Regions from separate parts of the Sus scrofa genome. Here region 2 is linked to region 1. The links are chromatin contacts, called in public HiChIP or PLAC-seq maps. All regions are on one chromosome and are shown on one strand. Each heading gives the region's core, a stretch centred on a gene start, on an enhancer-like site or on the middle of the called end of the contact. The rest is flanking DNA. Distances are from core to core; before and after follow the strand shown. Region 1 has its middle 230 kb from the start of PIK3R1. Region 2 has its middle 400 kb from the start of CD180.

What was found. HiChIP or PLAC-seq counts read pairs in DNA pulled down with a chosen protein or histone mark.
Region 2: an H3K27ac HiChIP or PLAC-seq map of alveolar macrophages shows a contact between it and region 1. The contact joins two enhancer-like sites. A contact is called at or near these places in 1 of 47 Hi-C or Micro-C datasets (heart right ventricle) and 2 of 2 datasets of contacts at active chromatin or transcription factors (alveolar macrophages and skeletal muscle).

Annotation. Positions count from the first base shown.
Region 1 is chr16:46,198,214-46,204,100 of Sscrofa11.1, reverse strand. No RefSeq gene overlaps it. Among named protein-coding and RNA genes, the nearest start is that of PIK3R1, 230 kb to the left of the region's middle. Within about 2 kb of position 2,685, at least 5 of the 83 cell types and tissues checked have an H3K27ac peak or open chromatin away from gene starts, as enhancers often do. A contact at or near this core is called in alveolar macrophages, where this site is marked.
Region 2 is chr16:45,987,958-45,993,844 of Sscrofa11.1, reverse strand. No RefSeq gene overlaps it. Among named protein-coding and RNA genes, the nearest start is that of CD180, 400 kb to the right of the region's middle. Within about 2 kb of position 2,209, at least 8 of the 83 cell types and tissues checked have an H3K27ac peak or open chromatin away from gene starts, as enhancers often do. A contact at or near this core is called in alveolar macrophages, where this site is marked.

The DNA of each region.
Region 1 (5,887 bases), core at 1,436-3,935:
TTTAGTTTACCTTGGAATATGAGGGGAGCGCCCAGAGACCACTGGTTTTATTTTTGGCATAAGCTGAGCTTCCTAAGTGCAGAAGCACTTTTCTGTCAGATCCTAAGGTCATCTCTGAATGGGCCAGCTTTCATTCATGAATGGGCCTTCCCACATCCAGGCTGGGTCTAATTCACAGCAGAAAAGGAACACTTTGACTTTCTATTCACATTCCATTTGGTGGAAAGCAGCAAGCTACATCTTGATAAAGCCACAATATCCATACTTTCTTGTCTTCACATCCTGGTCCATACACTGACCATCAAAACTGTATCTGATAGAGATTCGCGTAAGTACTTTTTTCTTGTTCTCTGCCTCACTTTGTCTATCCTTACTTCCAGGATATCTATTCCTCTCACTTCAACAAGAAAATATATATCAAGTTTTAAAATTATAGGATTTTTATTACAAAAAGTAGAATAAAAAAGAATGACTAGAATATTTGGGATTACTGCTTTTCTTATACCTTGATTCTGAAACTACTGAATGATTCATAATTCATTTCCAGGCATGAATACTATTCTTCTGGATACCTCAGAGTCATGATAAGGGAAAAAACATCCTGAGAGAGCAAACAAAGAAGCAACATATTTGTGGCTCAAACTAGGTGAATGGAAAAGAACAGAACACTCAATGGATTAAATAGAATCCTGCAAAGCTAGGCTTAGTGGTTGAATGGTCGCCCGGTTTGTATTAAAGGACTTATTTCCATTTACAAAATAATTCCCTTTGTAGGGTTCAAGGCTTAATATGCTGGGCATTTTTCCAGCCCTAAGCATTTATTTTAAAAAAAGCTTTACTTGTCAAGAAAATTCAGGTTCAGAGATGATGAATTTAATGATGGTATCTACAACTTGAAGTTCTGATGAATTTCAGGTGCTGAACATCTTCCAACCATTTTTACTGGAATGGGAGGGATACAGCAAATGCCATGACTCAGTTTCAGTTGTGTTATCACCTCCGATCAGATCAAAATGCCCTTGAAACTGAGGATATGCACTCCTGAGAGTGCTTACATTCAACATATGGTTACACAAAGCCAAACTTCAAGATAAAAGTGAAGGAAATCAGACAGCTGCCCAGAAATTTCCAAATATTGGCAATATATTAGGATGAATGACTCAATTTTTCACTTTTCATCCTCCCATGTACAACTATCCAAAGCTGAGGTTATCTTGGTGGTTGCACTGATTTGGCCATAATAGATCTTATAAGCTTCCTAAGATCATGGCCTGCAGGACTGTGAATACTAATATAAGTATACATGAATTTTGACACATTCCAGTGGTCTTACTGGCACCTACTGAGCTTTCAGTGCAAGGTCTGATCATTGATCATCTCCAACTCCTGGTTCTCTTTGTCAAGTCTGACATATGGTTGGCACTTAATATGTGTCAGACAAATGAAATGAAATGACTAACAATGCAGTGGAAACTTAACCACAATAGCTGTTACACTCAGTAGAAATATTTCCAAAGCTAAACCAAGTGTTTTAAAAATGCAGCTCTGAAAAAAGGAACTAAAACAAATATGAAAACTAAGACACAAAGCCAAGTTAATCAACAACTGGGCTACATCATATAAATGTACATCTGATGAACATCTCTCTGAACTTGGGTTTCATTTGGAGGAGATTAGTGTATTCTCTATAACATAAAGACCCACATAGCGATAAGTAAGAACAGTTCAAAAGTCAATATTAATTAAAAAGGAATTTTTTTTTGTCTTTTTGCCTTTTCTAGGGCTGCTCCCACGGCATATGGAGGTTCCCAGGCTAGGGGTCGAATTGGAGCTGTAGCCACCGGCCTGTGCTAGAGCCACAGCAATGCGGGGTCTGAGCCACGTCTGCAACCTACACCACAGCTCATGGCAATGCCAGATCCTTAACCCACTGAGCAAGGCCAGAGATGGAACCCGCCACCTCATGGTTCCTAGTTGGATTTGTTAACCACCGAGCCAGGACAGGAACTCCAAAAAAGAATTGATTTTCAACTGAAGTCCACTGACAGATAAATGGATAAAGAAGATGTGTTATACACACTCACACACACACACACACACACTCGTGTGTAAGAGAATATTACTCAGTTATTAAAAAGAATGAAATAATGTCATTTGTAGCAACATGGATAGATGTAGAGATCATCATACCTAGTAAATCAGAAAGAGAAAGATCAATATCATATGACATCACTTATATTTGTAATCTAAAAAAACGATACACATGAACTTATTTTCAATACTAAAATAGACTGACAGACATAGAAAACAAACTTATGGTTACCAAAGGGGTAAGGTGGTGAGGAAGGAATCATTTAGGAGTTTGGACTTAACAGATATACACTACTACAAAAAAAAATAGATAAACAACAAGGACCTACTATATAGCAAGGTATATTCACTACCTTATCATAACCTATAATGGAAAAGAATCTGAAAAAGAATATGTATATGTATAATTGAATCACTTTGCTATACATCAGAAACTAACAGAACATTGTAAGTCAGTTATACTTCAATAAAAAGGAGTGGCTTCCTCTGTAATTTGGTACGAAGAATATTTAAGAGGCACTCACTCCTTGTGCACAGCAATGTTGAAATCTGTTCCTCCTCTCCACTTCCTTCCTCATCCCAGCCATTTAGATTCTCTTCAATCTCCTTCACTCTAACTCCCAGGACACTCCTCTTCGTCCTCCCCCCGCCACATGGCCTTTTCCCCTCCTTCCCCGTCAGCATTTGACATATAAGGAGAGTGAGATCCTATAACGTGTGTGGTGTTTAGGAACACAATTTCTTTTATAGCCATCACAGACATTTTAAAGCATAGTTAAATCTCACTCTGGCAGATGATTTATCTGCTATAGGATGGTAGCAAGGTAGGTAAGTGAGATCATACTGTTTTCAAAGTATAGATTTGGTAAAAGGTGTTTTATAGAACCTGGCATCCTTGAACTTAATGTTTCGGTTAATGTGAGTCTCACTTTAGGTAACAGCACTTACTGGCAGAGGTTGGATTAGCTACTTAGCTTTAGGACAACTGTAAGGATTGAGACAAAGGGACATTACAAAACTAAGCCAGGTGTTTCTCATTTATCCTCTGGAGGCAGCACATGTTACAAGCCTATTTCTTACAAAGGATCTTCAGGGAATTCTTTTATCACTTAGTGGTACCAGTTGACATGTCCCTTTCTAAGGTCATGTCTAGCTCTGAAAAAATGGCTTTACAAAATTTTCTCAACTACTAGTGTTGGAGACGTGATGTTTACTAAGTGGATATGATGTCTAGGCACTGACTGGCTATTGTCCACCTTGTGAAAATCTGATTAATTCCAGAAAAACACACTAACACAATTAAGGTATACACATACTGGAATGAAAACTGGGACATTATATATTCTGGCTGCAATGTTAGATATTGTTGATTACATTTGAAGAAACTGAGACTTTTTTTTTTTTTTAATTTTCTCACAGTACAGCAAGGGGGTCAGGTTATCCTTAGATGTATACATTGCATTTACAGTTTTTTCCCCCACCCTTTCTTCTGTTGCAACATGAGTATCTAGACATAGTTCTCAATGCTATTGAGACTTTAAAAAAGAGTAGATAATGGAGTTTAGTTGGATCTATATTCCTAATATTATTCTCTTTCTGACTGTTCTGATCCTTATTGAATTGTGCCCCCCGCCATGTTCTTGTCATGGTCATCAGATCTCCGTGGTAAATGGTTTTCATCTAACATATGTTTACTTTCAAGTTACAAGTGTATTCTTTGGACATCTGCCATGTTCCCTCCAGAATCCTCTTGGCTGTATTCTCATTCTAGCCACTGCTGCATTGGGCAACTTATTCCCTGCAGGCTTTGATCTATCAGCACAGCTCTCAGGGGTCAGAACTGCCCAGCACTTGGTCTCTGCTCTAGTTAGATACTGCTGGCTTCCTCTCCTGGAAGGAGACGCTGCAAAACTGGAGACGCTGCTTATACATTCACAACCAGAAGAATGAAAGTGATAATGCCTAGGGTCCTTCCTTTAGCACTGGTGGATGGAACACAAATACTTTCCTGTTTGCTCTATGTGATTCCTTTTGCGACCCTTTTTATGAGTCCTCAGAAAGTCCCAGCAGAATGAACCATCAGCTTCCTATATCAGAAGCCAAGCCTACAACATTTTTTTGCACAGGTTTTCCCTTCTTCAATGTTCTCCTCCCCTGCCATGCACCTCTGCTCTAAAGGATCACATTTTCAAAGAAATTGGGCACATGCATGTCTGTCTCAAGCTCTGGGAAGACACAGGCTCTAATATATATTTGTCCCACTGTTGGTAATCCTCTTCTTATCCGTTGGTAAGGAAGAGTTACATAAAAACCCTTTCCATGTTCTTTTCCTTTGATTACCAGAAACATCTACAGTGTCCAGTTAGTAAGTACTAAATATATATGGGTGTTGAGCACCTGAAAAGTGGCAAGTTCAAATTGAGATGTGCCATAAATGCAAAACCCACACCAAATTTTGGAGAGTCAATACTCCCCAAAGTAATAATTTTTATACACATTGTGTGCCAAAATGACAATGTCTTACATATATTGCTGTAATCAAAAATATTATTACAATTATTGCTGCTTTTTTACATTTTAAATTTAATATTCCATGTATGGCTACTATTGGATACTTTTAATATAGTTGAAAAGAGACTTAAGAGACAAATGAGTCACTGAAATACAATGACTTTGAAGCTAATTAAAACAAAAGTTATGTCTGAGATAATTCAGACAAAGACAAATACTGCCTATTATCACTCATACATGGAATCTAAAAAATAAAACAAACAAATGAATGTAAGAAAACAGAAACAAATTCAGGTACAGAGAGCAAACTAGTGGTTACCAGGGGGGTAGGGAAGAAGGGGGCAAGATAGCGGTTGGGATGAAAAGGTACAAACTATTGCGTATAAAATAAATAAGCTGCAAGGATATGTTGTACAGCACAGGGAATACAGCCAATATTTTATAAAAAATTTTAATGGAGTAAGACCTGAAAGATGTTGAATCATTGTTGTACACTGGAAACTAACATTACAAATTAACCATAATTCAATAAAATAATTATATAAAAATTATGAGACAATGAGACAAATTTTAAAACTGCCTACCTATTTGATATAATGAATTCTTGTCATAGAGTCTTTAAGGCATGATAATAGTCTTAACAGTATTTTTTTAAGTCTTTAACTTTTAGACATACACTAAAATATTTGTAAGTGAAATGATATGATCTCATGTGTTTATTTCAAAGTAACCCATGCATGGGGTAATGAAAAAGTGCATAGGCATACAAGTGAAATAAAACTGGCTTTCAGTTGATATTTGGTGAAGTTAGGTAATGGTGCCTGGAAGTGTATCATTTTTTATTGTCTCTACTTTCATATCTGTTTTGAATTTTCTATGATATAAAATAACAGGAAAGAAAACTTTTGTTAATGTCTAGTGATGGCAAGGCACTGACCTATAGGCTCTGTGCAACTGATATATAATAAAGGCTATACTTCAGTTTCTTCTTAGCCTCTTGGCAAGAAGGATGGCACTTGATACTATTTTATCATAGTGAATGTGCACAAAATGTTAGGAGACCTCTTTGCCTGGAGAAGTTAACATGATTAAGTCTTGTGAAGGGAATTAATGTGTATTCAATTCCAAAGTGATCTTATCACTCAAAGAGGTAGCTCTTTTTATATTATAAATATATACTATAAATAATATATTCATAAATATATTCATGTAAAATATATTTACACATTAATCTCCATATTTATTCATATGTAAAATTTACTGCAAAAAATTTAAATAAATAATA
Region 2 (5,887 bases), core at 960-3,459, 210 kb after region 1:
GCATCTGTTCCACTCCCACATTAATAAAATTCACCTGGAAATTCCAAACAAAAGGAGACCAGAAAACAAGAGTGGGGTGGGTGGAAAGAAGGGCGTATTGGTGAAGAAAAAATCAAAGGGGAGAAAAAAGCCACAGTGCTTTCTGGGGCCAGAAATCACTATCATCCTTCCAACATATACACACACACACACACACACACACACACAACCAGGAACATGCTCAGCAGGGATGCTGAGACTTTACTAGATGTGTCTCCCCAGAACGATGCCATGTACCGTAGTGCCCAAGGGAAAAGAGGGGAGGGAAGCAGGGCATGAGCAGGCTGGGGTGGGGGCATAAGAGAAGAAAACACCCATAATGGAGGAGATGGTGAAGGATGAAGTAGGTATAAGACATGTATATAGAGGGAGAAAGCACTGAGGAGCACTTAAACTAAAAACAAAATCCTAAATGTCAAATATATATTTTTTTAATTTCTATGCTATTCCTACCCTGAACTTCCTAATGGTTCCCTTTGTTTAAAAAATTAATTCTGGAGTTCCTGTTGTGTCTCAGCCATAACAAACCCAACTGGTATCCATGAGGATGTGGGTTTGATCCCTGGCCTGGCTCAGTGGGTTGAAGATCTGGCCTTGCCATGAGCTGTGGTATAGGTCACAGATGTGGCTTGCATCCCATGTCTGCTGTGGTTGTGGGCATAGGTCAGCAGCTGAAGCTCCAATGTGATCCCTGGCCTGGGAATTCCCATACACTCTGGGTATGGCCCTAAAAAGCAAAAATAAATAAATAAATAAATAAATAAATAAATAAATAAATAAATAAATTTGTCCGTGCACATTTCATTAATACTTTCCTCTTGCTTCAGAGTGGTTTGTGATCCCACTGGTTGAGGCTTAGCATGGACAGACCTGTACCCAGAAAGCTGCTCAAATTTCCAGACACCAGACCTCCTAAGCCAGGCAAAGCTTGTATGTTCTTGGGGCTGGTATGCCCATCATCCCCTGTGCAAACACCCTGGTTTAGGACCCCACGGCTGTTTATGGCCTGGAACTTCCTCTCATGGGGACTATTTCAGTGTCTGGCTGGGCTTCTCAGGTAGAGTATAGAGAAAAGATCCCACTCATGTAGACCTCCTGCAGATCTGTTCCAAAAAGACTGAAGGTAGGCCATTGCCCAATACAGTGAAGGCGTCAGGGCCTCTTGGGCCTATAAAGTGCTGTATCTGCTGAATTTTGAGGTATGGTGTTACAGAATGTTAAAATGTGCCTTCTCCTGGAACACCCGTGTCTCCCAGGAAGTTGCTCTCCCTCCACTGGGGCCACAATTAGAAGATGATACCTGCTGTGAAGGAGCTGACCATCTGTGACCCAGGTCTCTTACCTAGGCTTTGTTAGTGAGCCAGTATGGTTGTATCAATCCTCATGGTTTCTTTGGGTTCATTTAATACCCTGGCATTCTGTGTTCCATGTGCTGCTATGGGTGTTTTCTCATCAGGGGGAAGCATATTCTGGATTAAGTTTAGAAGCGGTGTTCCTGATGATCTAGCTGCTTTTGAGGTGATCCATATGGGCTCTACCCTAGGCTGAGGGGCTCCCCACTGGACACTAGTGGAGGGGTCAGCGTGGTGGGCACAGGAATCTGCCAGGCCCATTACTCCTGTGGGAGACAGAGGTAACTACTTGGTTTGGGGGCACAGATTTGGCCGAGTACCATGTAGAAGCAATGGAGCAGCGCTGACAAGGCTGCCTGCCAAGGGCATCAGTCTGTTTTCTACCCTGGCCTATCCCAGGCCAGGGGATACGGGAGCAGCAGGTGTGGGTCCTGGTTCTAGAATGCACGGAGCTGGCTGCAGTTTGGTATTCAGGGAAGAATTCTGGTCCTAGTTAGCTGGATCCAGGAGAGGTTTCAGATCATTCTGAAGGCAAATATCTGTGTGTTCAGAGGAGCTTTGCTTCTGTCTTGTTGGTAGGGATGTTCTGGATGTGAAAAGAGGTGGCAGATCCTCAAGGCAGCTTCTGAACCTTGAAAACATACAGACCATTTGGGCTAATATTTTCTGAGCAGGTGTGGGCTGTCCATAGTCTGGCTATGGAAAGGTCTAGAAGAGGAGATTCATCCTGGAGGGAACTCTTGCCGAGGCAGTGACACTGGCCCTTGCTGGCCCCTTTATGCTGGCTGCCTGCATGCTTTGTTCCTGTTTTTCTGTGTTCTGGAATTTGTTCTGGTTTTGGTCTTGCAGCTTCAGCATTATCTATGTGCTTCCTGCTGCCAGAGGAGAAACTTGCATATTGAGGGCACGCAGTACTCAAGAGTTACCCCCGACAGTGCTGATCCTAGAGCTCAGGGGTCCAGGAGCCATGATCTCAAGGCAACCCCTACCTTTCAGGAAGTTCACTTTGCTCTTTAATCTACATTTGGATACAGAAGAACTTTCTGATGATGATCTCTGCCTTCTAAACAGAAGTGAATTTCTGGTTGAAAATTGGACTGACCCCAGCTAGTTTCACATTTAGTCCCTGGAGGCAGGGAAGGTGCTGGGAAGGGGGAGGAAGCTTTGATCCAGGACACAATAAGCCACTGCACTGGGTGGTACCCTCTCCTCTTCCCTCTCCCCACAGAAGCCCTTAAAGTGTTTCGACCTCTGCAAGAGACCGTGTAAATGAAGCATATAAGAAACAAGCTTGGAAAGGTAGGTTGGAACAAATTTTAGGAAAGTCTTAAATGCTAGATAATAAATTTAGAGTTTTTTGATAGGGAGTAGGGAACTACTGAAGATTTCTGAACACGGGAGGGACATGAACATGACATGGCTTTAGAATGATTCACTCTCCCACTACTGTTTTGAGGGAAAAGAGTCAAGATGCTTTAAGGTATAAGTAAGAGAATATTGAACTGAGATGGCCTAGATGATAGAGATTTATCACCTCATATAAGAAGCAGCCCCATAACTGTAAAGAGAAATTCAGTTGTTTTTCACAAAGCAATGGTGATATGTGAAACCAAGAGACTGAATGAGGGTATTAAGAAAGAACATAGAAACAACAAAATGTCACCAACTAAGAAATTTAGAGAATGTCACGGGGGAAAGTTAGGAAGCAGAAAACAAAAAAATAAATTCCTTATTATCTAATTTTTGTTACCTCTAGTTTAGCATGAGCTCACATCTAACCCCAAATGACCTTTTTTGTTTATTTGTTTGTTTGTTTTTGCTTTTTAGGGCTGCACCCACTACATGTGGAAGTTATCAGGCTAGGGGTCCAATCAGAGCTGCAGCTGCTGGCCTACACCACATCATCAGCAATGCAGGATCACAGCTGTGACTGCGACCTACACCGCAGCTCACGGCAACACTGGATTCTTAACCCACTGAGGGAGGCCAGGGATCAAGCCCGCATCCTCATGGATGCTAGCTGGGTTTGTTACCCCAGCCACAATGGGAACTCCCCTAAATGATAATTTTTAAATGAAAACAGTTCAACCTCTCAGGAATATTACATTCTCATTTCAGAAAACCAATTGAGCCAAGCATCAGGATAACCAAAAGAGTCCTTTCTCTACAGATGAGACCTCTGTATGATCCATTTCAAAATCATTTTATTTACTGTCAACAAAAGTAGTCAGAGCATTCATCCCTAGTGGCCACTGGTTATCTTAAGAGACGTTCCCACATTTATATAGGGAGCACCCACTGGAATCCATAAAGCAACTCGACAATCCACAGAGCTGTCTCCTGCTAAAACAGGAAGGATGCAGTCCTGCAGGCTTGATACAGTTGTCTGTGACCAGGCAAGGCACTCATCAAAAATTTCAGATGTGAATGCCCAAGCCAGGCATACCTGTTCACTTGTCTCTGCCAAGTGTCCTCACCATGAGGTTCTATTTTCACAGCAAGGAAAAGGGAGGTAGACTTAAAACAAAAAAAATGAAACGTCCACTTGCCATTTTTCACGTTTGATGGAGCTTAGTTACTGTGTCACCTCTGTCATTTTTCTGAGCCCTCTGGATGGTAGTGGCAACTGCCAGCCAAGGCAACTATCGCTCAGTGCTCTGCCGAATAACTCTTTTTCTCACCTATAGATTAAAATGACCCAGTAGTAGGAAAGGGGTGGTAATGATTCTATGGGGAAACCAAAAGAAATAATGAACTTTTGCAAACGATGAAGTTGACAGCAGGTGACTGCCCTCTCAGCTTGATTCTATGGCCCACACCTAAGGACTCAACTCCTTGCCCTTGGGGTGATGTGCTTTTGCCAGAGAAAATAATGAAAATGGCTAACTTGAAATAAACAGTGCTGCATCCTACAAAACTATACCAGAGCTTTTAATTTACAAAACCCAGCTGTGCAATTTTCAGACTGATCCCTCTCACACTATACATTTCTTAAGTGGATTTGAATGAATGAAAACTATGTAAGCATCTATAGATGTAGAGATACAGATATAGAGAGTTAATATTTACCAAGCCCTTAGCATGTGCAAATATGTTTACCTATATTAACCTATTTAAACTTTATAAGGAAGGTGCTATTATCATTATATTCTTTTCATAGATGAGAAACAAAAGGAATGGAAAAAGACATTGATAGATGGGTTGCAATGGGTTCCACAAGGAACGTAACAAATAGAAAGTCGTCAATGACACATGCATATCCCCAGTTTATATATATTTGTCTTTTTTTTCCCACTTTCTATTTCCAGCTTCATCTCACACAACAGTTTTGAGCCTGGAGAGGCTGATCAACAATCTGTACGACTATTAAGAGATAGCCTCTGTTAATTAGCAGCTTTCCAGAAGACAATATTCCATTCTCCTCTGGAAAAATGTGTCCGCAGACGTTTGCCTTGAAGAGGTAATTGGTAAAGGGCATGTGGTTGCTCTGCTAATCATGTCTTCATACTCGGCAGTTATAACATGCACACAATTCAATGCATTAAGTAATTAGTTCTCAGCATCTTGTGAATTGAGGACCTATTTCCAGAATGATTTAGTGCAGTTTCTTCTGAAGTCCATGCTAACAGAGGAAATAATTAGGCTTAGAAGGGTTTTACTTAAAAACTTATGTCTCCAGTTATCTAAAATGACTGTGCTAATTAAGCCTCTCATAAATTTCCTTGCCGCACTTCACTCTGAGCACTTGGGACTTCACCTCAGGTGTTCCTCGAGGTCTGCTGCAGTGCTGGGAACGCTCTGTGGTGGAAGTCACTCAGACTGGACTCCCTGGAGACTTGTAACCACTCTGGGACACAGGCTCTTCTTCTCTAAGGCCACACATTCAAGAGATTCATGATTTTTTGTTTGTTTGTTTTTTTTGTAATCATATTCAAGTCAATCTGCTTGAGGTTAAAAAAAATGTACTAGTCTACAGAGCTCCCGTTGTGGCTCAGAAGTTAACGAACCCACCTAGCATCCATGAGGATGCGGGTTCGATCCTTGGCCTCAGTGGGTTAAGGATCTGGCATTGCCATGAACTGTGGGGTAGGTCACAGATGCAGCTCAGATCCCAAGTTGCTGTGGCTCTGGAATAGGCTGGAGGCTGCAGCTCTGATTGGACACCTAGCCTGGGAATTTCCATGTGCTGCAGATGCAGCCCTAAAAAGACCAAAAAAAAAAAAAAAAATTCTAGTCTAATTAGGATAGCATAAAGTGTAGTCTATGAACCAGTTAACAGTCTGTGAATTGTTACTGGCCATTTCATGGAATGGTAAGTACAGAACTTATGAACAAGAATTTGGAAACTTTTATAGCAATTTGACAGAATAATTTTTTTCTGTCCATTAAATCTAATAATTTTTAAAAGGGGTCTTATATTTTGATGTCATTTTTTTCTGTTTCATTTTTATTATTCATCTTTTAACAGTTGATTTTTTTTTCCCCTTAAGGATCAT